Linked DNA regions of Sus scrofa: regions 2 and 3 are each linked to region 1. A link is a contact called in public Hi-C and HiChIP or PLAC-seq data. All regions are on one chromosome and are shown on one strand. The core of a region is the stretch at or near the end of the contact, and the rest is flanking DNA. Distances in the headings are between cores, read along the strand shown.

Region 1 (3,183 bases), core at 500-2,999:
TGGAGCCTGACCCCTTTCATTAGAGGCTGCTAGGAAACAGACTTTGGGAAGAATAACAGCTCTCTTGTTAACCATAATTTGGGTAAATAAGGTTTTGTAGCATCAAGCCTGTTTTTACTTAGACTGCCTTGATTCCTGGGCCATGCATTATTTCCTGACAATCTTGTTTTGAAAGCTGAAAAACATTTCAGAAAGGTCCCTCTGAGCAGAGTCAAGGAGTCCTATTTTAAGGTGAGGGCAGTCTTCTGGGGTTAGAACAGGACTTGGTTGGGACACTGCAATGTGAAAGCAGAACTCAGTGCCTTCAGTGGAAAAGCTTTGTGATGGAAGCTCTTTGTTCCACTTTTTCTTTCCATTAGAGTTTTTAGTATCAAAAGCTTCCCTTTTATTGTGGAAATCTTTTTTTTTAATTTAATTGGAGTATAGTTGGCTTAAAATTTGTGTTAGAATACTGCATAGAAAATTGACAGAACACTTGGAGTTCCCGTGGTGGCGCAGTGGTTAACGAATCCGACTAGGACCATGAGGTTGCGGGTTTGATCCCTGGCCTTGCTCAGTAGGTTAAGGATCCAGCGTTGCTGTGAGCTGTGGTGTAGGTGTGGCTCTGGTGCAGGCCAGTGGCTACAGCTCCGATTGGACCCCTAACCTGGGAACCTCCATATGCCGCTGAGAGCGGCCCTAGAAAAGGCAAAAAAAAAAAAAAGAAAAAGAAAATTGATAGAACACTGTAATCCAGCTATAATAGAAAAAATAAAAATCATTTTAAAAAATAAATAAAATTTGTGTTAGGAAATCTTTTTTTAAATTGAGGTAACTGGTTTATAACATATAAGTCATATATACAACATTATATTAAAGTCTTTTTTAATAGGCAGAATACTGGCTTTGACTTGAGAAATTCATTGCATATAAAGCAGTTCTTACAGGTACTTCAGCTTACAGGTCATAGGAATTGTTTTCATTTTCAAGAGACCTTGTGGCTTTTGGAACTATTTATTGACATATGAAGATGTCCACAAAGATTGCTTTCCTAGGCAAAGATAGACAGGAAAAATGCCCTTTACTAAATGAGGGGAATGGAAATTTGATTCAAGGAATGTCTTTCTGGCTAGGTTGCGTCAAGCCCAGCCAAGCATTTAGAAAAATAATTCATCAGCCAGTAAGGCAGCTCCAACTCTAGACACATTTATCCAAACAAGGAGATAAGCCAAATAGGGTTTCAGCACATTCAGTAAGAAAATATACAAACTACCCTGTCAGAAAGAGCTCTAAGAAAATTCACAACAGCCTTTAAAAAAAAAAAACTTTCCATGGTGACAAATTTTTATTTTTAAAGCATTTTAACCTCAGGACCCTTCAACTGGGTTTAAATTCAGTCCCATTGGAGGTAAAAGTGCTTCTTGCGTGTAGAGAAGTGTGGAGCAGACTGTGCTCACATTTCAATATGTGGGCGCTGCCCAGGGTCTTGCCCAGGTTGCCCTCCTGTCTGGTGCCAACCTTCAGTGCTGTGTAGAGACAAACCACCTGAGTCGGAAGTTCCCTTTAAGAAGTTCAGCAAACTGAAGTCTAAGCAGTCACATGTACAGCAGTTCTGTGTACATACTAATCTCTCTAGTCTCTGCCCAAAAAAGAGAGGTAAAGGGGAACTATTTGGTTTATTGTCACTCATGACATTTGCTGTTAACTTCACAACTCAGTTTAACCTAAGTCCTTTCAGCCTTGAACTCCAGGACATGTAATTTGGCAGCGTGACCACCAGGTGGAGGTGTTGTCTTGAACACAGGTCTCACAGAAGCCGGTGATGATGCTTTATATCCTAGGGCCCTCAGATTTATAACCAGTTTTTCAGTTATTTACTAACTTACTTATTAATAATGATCTAAAAAAAATGACAATAATGAAACACTTGGCTAAATAAAATAGCTTCAGAATTATTTTTAAATATTACATAAGAATACATGGGATTGGAGATTATTTAATTTTTTTTTAAAGTGTGTTCAGAGCTCCCGTCATAGCTCAGTGGTTAACAAATCTGACTAGGAACCATGAGGTTGCGGGTTCAATCCCTGGCCTCGCTCAGTGGATTAAGGATCCAGCGTTGCCGTGACGTGGTATAGACGTGGCTTGGATCTGGCGTTGCTGTGGCTGTGGCATGGGCCAGCGGCTACAGCTGTGATTAGACCCCTAGCCTGGGAACCTCCATATGCTGCGGGTGTGGCCCTAGAAAAGACAAAAAAAAAAAAAAAAAAAGTGTGTTCATCTCTCTGGGGGTTTTGGTATACTTAATATGTATTATTTTTGAAAGGGAAAAATGAAGATGTCAATTGTTTTCAAAGCTGTACTTTAGAGGAACTTTTAAAGAAGCCCAGGTCCTAGTGGTACCTTTGTCTTATTAGCCCTTTCTCAGGGAGCTTCTTACAAGACTGCTTGTTGTCAAAAGCTACAGCCTGAGGACAAGGGGAATATCTAGTGCCTCTGGATGTTTATCTGGCTGCCAGCAAAGGATCTGCTTTCTGTCATGGCCATGACTATCTCTTCCTCCTGTCAGATTTTTAATGCTAGTATGGAATATTTTTATTAATCTTTTTTATTATCTAACAATAAGGTGAAGAATTTTCCTCCCCTGTGAAAAAGAGGTTTTACCCCAATACCTGAGAGGAGAGTAAAGCAGTCCCTTTTCTTCTCTTTTGCAGACCAGGTGTTATTTTGTTTGCTGTGATAGTTGTTAGCTCTTAGTGTCAGCTAGTGATGAACCTCCCATTTTGAAGAACTATGAGCCAGACCCCATGATCTCCTTTTCAAACCTTACTTTATATAATCCATACCTTAACCCAGTGAGGTAAGTTATCATAGATCTTATCTTTGTATAGATGAGAAAACGGAGGCATTTGAGAGATTAAGCACATAGCCTTTAAGTGATAAAGGCCAGAGCCTAGACTTTTGAGACAAGCAATGGGGAGCTAGCTGGGGCTTTAGCTACAAAGAACCTGAAATGGAAATATCGTGTCTCTTTATCATAGGACATTTTGATGTAAGACATAAATCTGGTATTGTGCAAACTACAGATTCAAGTTGATTCACCCAGCTGGAAGAGCCATAAGAAATTTCTCACTTCACAGGAATCCAAGTGTTGTTTCAGCATTGTTTTTGTACCTCTCCCCAAAAGTGGAAACTTCTAAATGC
Region 2 (3,183 bases), core at 179-2,678, 360 kb after region 1:
AGCACACTCCCCAACTGTCAACTGCTGCTTTCTGCGACAGTGAAGAGCCTACCTCCACCTTGAAAAAATTGGACTGGGATGAAAGTGAGCAGAACTATTCTAGACACTAAGAACATAAGAAAAGAAGCAGTAAAGCTCTTTGTTTTTCATTTCTATTAGCAGGTTTAAAAATCTATCCACCATTACCAATAAGAAAAGAAGAAGATCTGAAACAAATACAGTAAAATATAGAGATAGGACAACACTGGGAAGTGGAAAGTGGATGGACACAGGAAGATTTGTTAAGTATTATTCTCTTTTAATTCTCTTTACTGTATACTTGAAATATTAATATCACACAATAAAAAAATCAACAAACTAAGCAATGAAAGAAAACCATGAAGTGCTGCATCGCACTGATTCACTGAGATCACGAGCAATAAATTTCCCTTTTAAGGAGTCTAAAAATTCACTGAATGAAACACACACAGAGTCACAAAGAAGGCAAGCTACAAGGCACGACAGTGGGCAAGGGAACAAGGGAGAGTTGCAGAGCTGCCAGTGTCCAGGGTGGTGGTGAAATACACCTCCACCTGGGCTGGAGAAGTCAGTTAGCTGGTACATTTGATTACAAATCTCTCCAGTGAGCAGGATTTGGAGCTATAAAGACAATAGTATCTGGTTCCTAAGGGACCTGCGAGTCAACAAAGACAATTCAGTGTGATCAGGGCTAAGGCAAAGCCAGGCACCAGTCCATGGGGCTCCGGGAGCAAGTGGGAGGGGGCAGGATGAAGGTCATAAAGAAGAGGGTGATGAGCAGGCCCCTGCTAGAAACTGGGAAGACAGCATGCCGGCACTGGAAGTCCATTGGCTGGAGCTTGAGAGCAATCCCTGCCAGGACGGGCTTAGGGCGGGGCTCTCACACACCTGGGGAACAGCACCTGAGGGCCATCCACCCATACACCAGACATGATCTGAATGCTTCTGAGCAAGGTCATGGCATTAAGGACACAGAAAACTCTGGAAGGGAGACCTACCTACCTGCTCTTCAGATAGCCGCACAGGAAGCAAGCTAACAGTTCAAAGAGGAGGCCATTTTCTGCTAGAGAGTACATACCACTTTCTTTGGTCCGGATTCCTGCATGGAAGAAATACCCTGTCGCTTCAGATACTCTTCAATTTTCTCCTCATCCATTGAATCCACGGTGACACTCCTCCACAGTTTCTGAAACTCTGTGCCAACAAGGTAGTCATTATTTTACAAGAGATGTTTACAAGCTCAGCATCTCAGTGACTGAAGTCAAGCTTCAGTATTATCTCCTCTGGTCTAAATCAGCCCATCTGAGATTTCATTATAAAAACAAAGGAAGTAAGACAAGAACAGTCAAATGCTGGACGCTGAGTAGCAGAAGGGCCTGGGAACTGGAACTGTATCCTTACAGATGAGACCAGCACTGTTCTATTTTTAGAGTCTATAAACGATGGGCCATGTGATTGAGGCCTCCCAGCTTTCCTGGGAAGAAAGGCAGTTGACAATTGTCCTTTTATTCTAGAAATCAGTTTTCTCCATTTAAACAGTTCAAATTCCTGCTCATCTCCTGTAAGCTCAGTATACCTGCCCCCGTCCTCTCCCATGGGTGAAAAGAAACACACAGGGAGATGAGGAACCAAAGTTTTTAACGAGAGTGAGGAATTATACCAGTTTATTTGCAAAAGAACTTTCTGAAATCAAACTGGGAATGGGTGACTAAGAGGTCGTAAAAGTGGGGGCTGGGGGGATACTTAGACAGTAACACTGTCTCACCACCCCTGGAAAACAAAGGAGAAAGGCCTTCTGTCCAGCCTGAATCTTGTTCTCAGTGACTCCTACCCCCTCTGGCACATCACGGTTTTTGCAACCAAAAGAGATCACAATGCTCAGAATCAACTCATTTGCATCTTAAATTCTGTCCTTAAAACAGCCTCAAAGAAGAACCAGGTTTTACTTCTTAGCATCTACTTTCTGACACACAAAAAACTGTCTTGTCATACTCTGGATGGCAAAAAAGAAAAGCTCCCTGAGTGCCCTGGGGTCACACGAAGGCCAAGAACACCCCTACCCCTCTGACACAGACCTAATCAAGGTACTGCCCCCTCCTTTCATTCCAAGGCCATTAACTTTCACATACGCAACCCACAGTCCATTCACAAGCTGTAAATAAAGTTGGCAACACAATACTGTGCTGGACCAGACTCTCTCCTTTCCTATTTCAAAACATAACACAGGAAGTAAATAATGCCCTAACAGCTGGGACTCTGATGATACTCAGGAAATCCGTTCTCTATCATACACTGAAAAGCCTTCTGCTGATAATGACCAATGCAGAAACAACAATCTACTACAAAGAATTCAACCTGGGCACGAAGTCATTTCAATCCAAAACATCTTTAGGACAGAGTTCCCATCGTGGCTCGGTAGTTAATGAATTCGACTAGGAACCATGAAGTTTCGGGTTCGATCCCTGGCCTTGCTCAGTGGGTTAGGCATCCGGCGTTGCCGTGAGCTGTGGTGTAGGTTGCAGACGTGGCTTGGATCCCACATTGCTGTGGCTCTGGCGAAGGCCGATGGCTACAGCTCTGATTCGACCCCTAGCCTGGGAACCTCCATATGCCGTGGGAGTGGCCATATACAGCAAACAACAACAACAAACCTCTAAATAAAAGAAAAATTTTTTAATTTCTATAAATACATTAGGAGCTCTTTCTTTCATCTGCATTAAGTTAACTGATGACATTTATTGGCCTGCACATCTTTCTCAACCTCTTGAACAGCTATAAGTACCTCAAGAGTGGAAATTCTGTTTCATAAAAGTTTACCACTAGAGTTGGCACTGAACCTAGTACACTCTCAGCAATTTGACCACTCAACTATGAAATGCCACTGTCTGGGCAACACAGAGTATATTTTCTTTTTACGTGTTTTAAGCTTTTATTCTGAAATAATTTTACATTAAAAGTTGCAAATTTAGTATAAAGAATTCCTGTACACTCTTGGCCCAACTTCTAATGTGAACACTGCATATTATCTTAGTAAAATAAGTGAAACTAATACAAGCCTATTAACTAATCTACAGACCTTATTCAAATGTCACCAGTTTTAGTACCAGCATCTTTGCCCTGGTCCAGGGCCCCACCAGGATCCCACCGTGTTTAGCTGCTGTGTCT
Region 3 (3,183 bases), core at 247-2,746, 330 kb after region 1:
CCTCCTCTCTGCTCCCTTCCTGCCTCCCACATCTCCCCTCTTTATTTCTCTCTCCTTTGTCCTGCATAACCCCCTAAATTCCCAGAGTGATGTGTGTTTAGTCTAGCAAAGCTTTTGGTCCCTTGTCTCTTTAACTGCTGTGAGTGTTGAAGGAACTCTGGCTCTGCCTTAAATGAGCTTCAGGACCTGCTGGTGGCTCCCACGAAATACAGCTCTGCCCTCTCATGATACAGAGCTCCACCTTGGCTAGTCATCTTGTTTCTAGTAATACCTGATGTGCTCCCTGCCCCCGCAGGTCACTAATACACAGCAGACCCAAGGGGCCCCCAGAGGTGGAGTCCTGTGTAGGCAGAAGCTCAGAATGCATCCTTGGACTCTTTAAGTCCCTCTTACGGAGTAAGTGAGGCCAGACACTTCTATTCCCTCTGGGGATAGAGTCCCCCAGTGTGGCCCCTTATCCTGCAGGGACAGTCAGAGAGGGAATAGCCACTGAGGGAGACCTGTGTGGTAAAGAAGGAACTCTGCAGACTCCTGCAAATGAGCCAGGGGCAAAGGCCAGGGTACTACTGATTGCTCTCTAGGACCCATTCCTAGATAGCCCAGGATAGCCTCAGGATCAGTCAGAGCTGGTAGAGCCTGAGCACTGGATTCTGACCCAGCCTCAACCCCATGGGACTTATGACCATGGTGGACATCATTGCAAATACCCAGACCTCATCCAATTCCCAACCTGTTCCGCTCAGGTAAGATGAGCCAGAAGGTTTCTGTCAGTGCCTCAGGCGCCGGCACTTCCATGTCAGCTGGCTTGCAGCTTCCTCTGTTTATGCTTTGGAGATACAAACAGGATGCTATATGAAAAAAAGGGGTTATGCTACAAATTTAACCACTAACACTGATTTGCCAGGGTAATATTCCCCCCAGCATCCCATTCCACCAGAAACACTCTCGTGTGAACTGGTTTGGGCCAGACCCAGATAAAGAGCAGTCTTCCCCCTGCCATGCTGGGCGGACACCACCTCCCAGCCGGGCCACCCAGCCCTCTGCTGTGCTGCTCCCTGCACTGCTTTCTGTGTTGCTTATGGGCTGGTGGAGAGCCATCCCTGCTCAGTGTAAAAAGAAGCAGCAATAAACAGGCTTCTCTAGCCTCTACCCAGAGGTTTACAGGCAAAACAGACAGTGCCGGGAGGTGGAGTGAACGTCTGGTAGAGCCAAAGCACACATGCTCTTTTGTTTGTTTTTCCTGTTTTCTTCAGTCGGAGACCGGGAGCATTCTGCCAAGTGCAGAGCATCACAATCCTTTTGTGTTTGGGGCCTGGCCTTGCACTTTGGGAACCTAATCGGAAGAGGTGGGGCAGCCAAGCGGGCAGAGGGCTCAGTGCCAGACATCCCAGAGTGCCAGAAAGCCAGGATCCTTTTCTAAAAGGACAGGACCAGAAGCTCCAAGCCACCCTGGCCAGACCACTGGTCTGGATGGTGTCATGGACCGTCCCTTCCTTATCACAGCAGATACATGTTTCCACACAATGCTCAGGAAGCCACTGGGCGGCCTATCCCCCAGCCCAGGTGTTGCTGAGTCAGTGCGGAAAAGAGGGGTCACTGGGCCAGGTTTTAGCCCAGCAGCAGCTGTGACTTGAGAAGGGGGGTGGGAGCAGGAGGAGCCACTGGGCCCCGGGTGCTCAGTCAGGGGGTGCATTCCTGAGAGCTCGGCCTCGTGCTCAGAAGGGGGTGTGGAGGATTTCTCAGGATGCTGTTCAGCCCCAGGGGAGACAGCTGCCCAGGCAGGGGTGCTTGAGCACCACCTGGGAACTGGGAAGGGGGCAGTAGCCTGGCAGGATGCCCTGAGGGGTGCAGACGTGCCCCGGAGCCCAGGTTCACAGCCTTCTCCCCACATGTCTTTCCAGATGCGCTGGCTCCCTCCGTCCGAGGCTACTTCTCAGGGCTGGAAGTCCCGTCAGTTCTGCTGAATACTGTGTAAGTACTCGGTTTTAATGAGAACCGTGTCCAGGGCCTGGGTGAGCACAGGACCGAGCAGACGTTTGGTCACTGGGCAGCTCTCATCCTGCATTGGCGCCCACACCTTCTGCACTTGCAGGGGTCATCCCAGGTCATTACACTTAGCACCCCAAGAGCGCCTTTGGGGCCATACGTCTCTCCAAGAGATTTTCACTTGGGACTGAAGGAGAAGTGAGGGATACGAACTGGAGAACTGGGATCCTGGCCCCCTCCCCCACACCCCCACATGAATCAGGAAGTGACATGACTGTTACTCACCTGCTGCCAGCGTGAACAAAACCTTCCTCAGGTCACAGACCTAAGTCATCTACTGACGTAGCGCCTTAGAGTGGGAATCCTAGAGATTTACTTCTGTACATGCCCGCCCGTCTGTCAGAACTTGGGATAGTTCTTTCTAAATCACCTAAATGGTCTTTACAAAACACCCAATGTCCTTACGAAGGTACTCAGTGTGCTGCTTCCAATAGGCTTTCCTTAAAGTTTCTTGAGGGAAACTATCCCAAGTTGGCCTTTGCGCCATTTCTTCACAGGCCCAGCCTTGCTTCAGGGAACTACCAAATGATTTGTTTTCCTGTAAATGTAGAATTGCTGTCACATCCCAAACACCACCTGTAATTCAGTATCTTGCCCGAATTTCTGTGAAGTATAAAGCAGTGTTGTTCTGAACTCTAATTTGGTGTGTGAATTTGGAGAGTCTGCCCCGCATCTTTGAAATGTTACTGTCCTACACTCAAATCTTCTCTTTGTTTATGTCATTCCTTCACAAGACAGGAAGAAAAATGGGAATAGGGAGAGACCGGACTTCATCCAGTTAGAAATGGCACAGAGGCCATGGAAAGTTGTTATGTATCTCTCCCTAACACTCCTCAAGGAAAGCTTCTAAGATAAATTCTTTCTTTCTTGTCTTTTTTTTTTAGGGCAGCATCTGCAGCACATGGAAAAGGTCCCAGGCTAGGGATCGAATCAGAGCTGTAGCTGCCAGCCACAGCCATGGCGACTCAGGATCCAAGCCGCATCAGCAACCTACACCATAGCTCACGGCAGCACCAGCTCATTAACCCACTGAGTGAGGCCAAAGATTGAACTGAAGTCCTCATGAATACTAGTCAGGTTCCTTACCACTGAGCCACAGTGGGAACTCCAAAGGTAAATACTTTAAAATGTTCTATT

What was found. A called contact is a pair of places that touch in the nucleus more often than the background predicts. HiChIP or PLAC-seq counts read pairs in DNA pulled down with a chosen protein or histone mark.
Region 2: a contact with region 1 is called in an H3K27ac HiChIP or PLAC-seq map of skeletal muscle, with 4 times the contacts expected there. The contact joins two enhancer-like sites. A contact is called at or near these places in 1 of 5 promoter capture datasets (liver), 16 of 47 Hi-C or Micro-C datasets (adipocytes, embryonic fibroblasts, epiblast stem cells and 10 more) and 2 of 2 datasets of contacts at active chromatin or transcription factors (alveolar macrophages and skeletal muscle).
Region 3: a contact with region 1 is called in a Hi-C map of liver, with 3 times the contacts expected there. The contact joins two enhancer-like sites. A contact is called at or near these places in 1 of 47 Hi-C or Micro-C datasets (liver) and 2 of 2 datasets of contacts at active chromatin or transcription factors (alveolar macrophages and skeletal muscle).

What each region holds. Positions count from the first base shown.
Region 1 is chr15:54,886,052-54,889,234 of Sscrofa11.1, reverse strand. All of the region lies in intron 2 of DCTN6 (dynactin subunit 6), which reads left to right. Among named protein-coding and RNA genes, the nearest start is that of DCTN6, 8.2 kb to the left of the region's middle. Within about 2 kb of position 1,749, at least 25 of the 83 cell types and tissues checked have an H3K27ac peak or open chromatin away from gene starts, as enhancers often do. A contact at or near this core is called in liver and skeletal muscle, where this site is marked.
Region 2 is chr15:54,521,731-54,524,913 of Sscrofa11.1, reverse strand. It overlaps GTF2E2 (general transcription factor IIE subunit 2), which reads right to left. Exons shown (of 9, transcript NM_001244861.1): 8 at 1,097-1,212. Among named protein-coding and RNA genes, the nearest start is that of SMIM18, 58 kb to the right of the region's middle. Within about 2 kb of position 1,428, at least 26 of the 83 cell types and tissues checked have an H3K27ac peak or open chromatin away from gene starts, as enhancers often do. A contact at or near this core is called in liver and skeletal muscle, where this site is marked.
Region 3 is chr15:54,553,589-54,556,771 of Sscrofa11.1, reverse strand. RBPMS (RNA-binding protein with multiple splicing) reads left to right here. Exons shown (of 9, transcript XM_021074872.1): 7 at 1,902-1,971. The coding sequence ends at 1,964. Among named protein-coding and RNA genes, the nearest start is that of SMIM18, 90 kb to the right of the region's middle. Within about 2 kb of position 1,496, at least 18 of the 83 cell types and tissues checked have an H3K27ac peak or open chromatin away from gene starts, as enhancers often do. A contact at or near this core is called in liver and skeletal muscle, where this site is marked.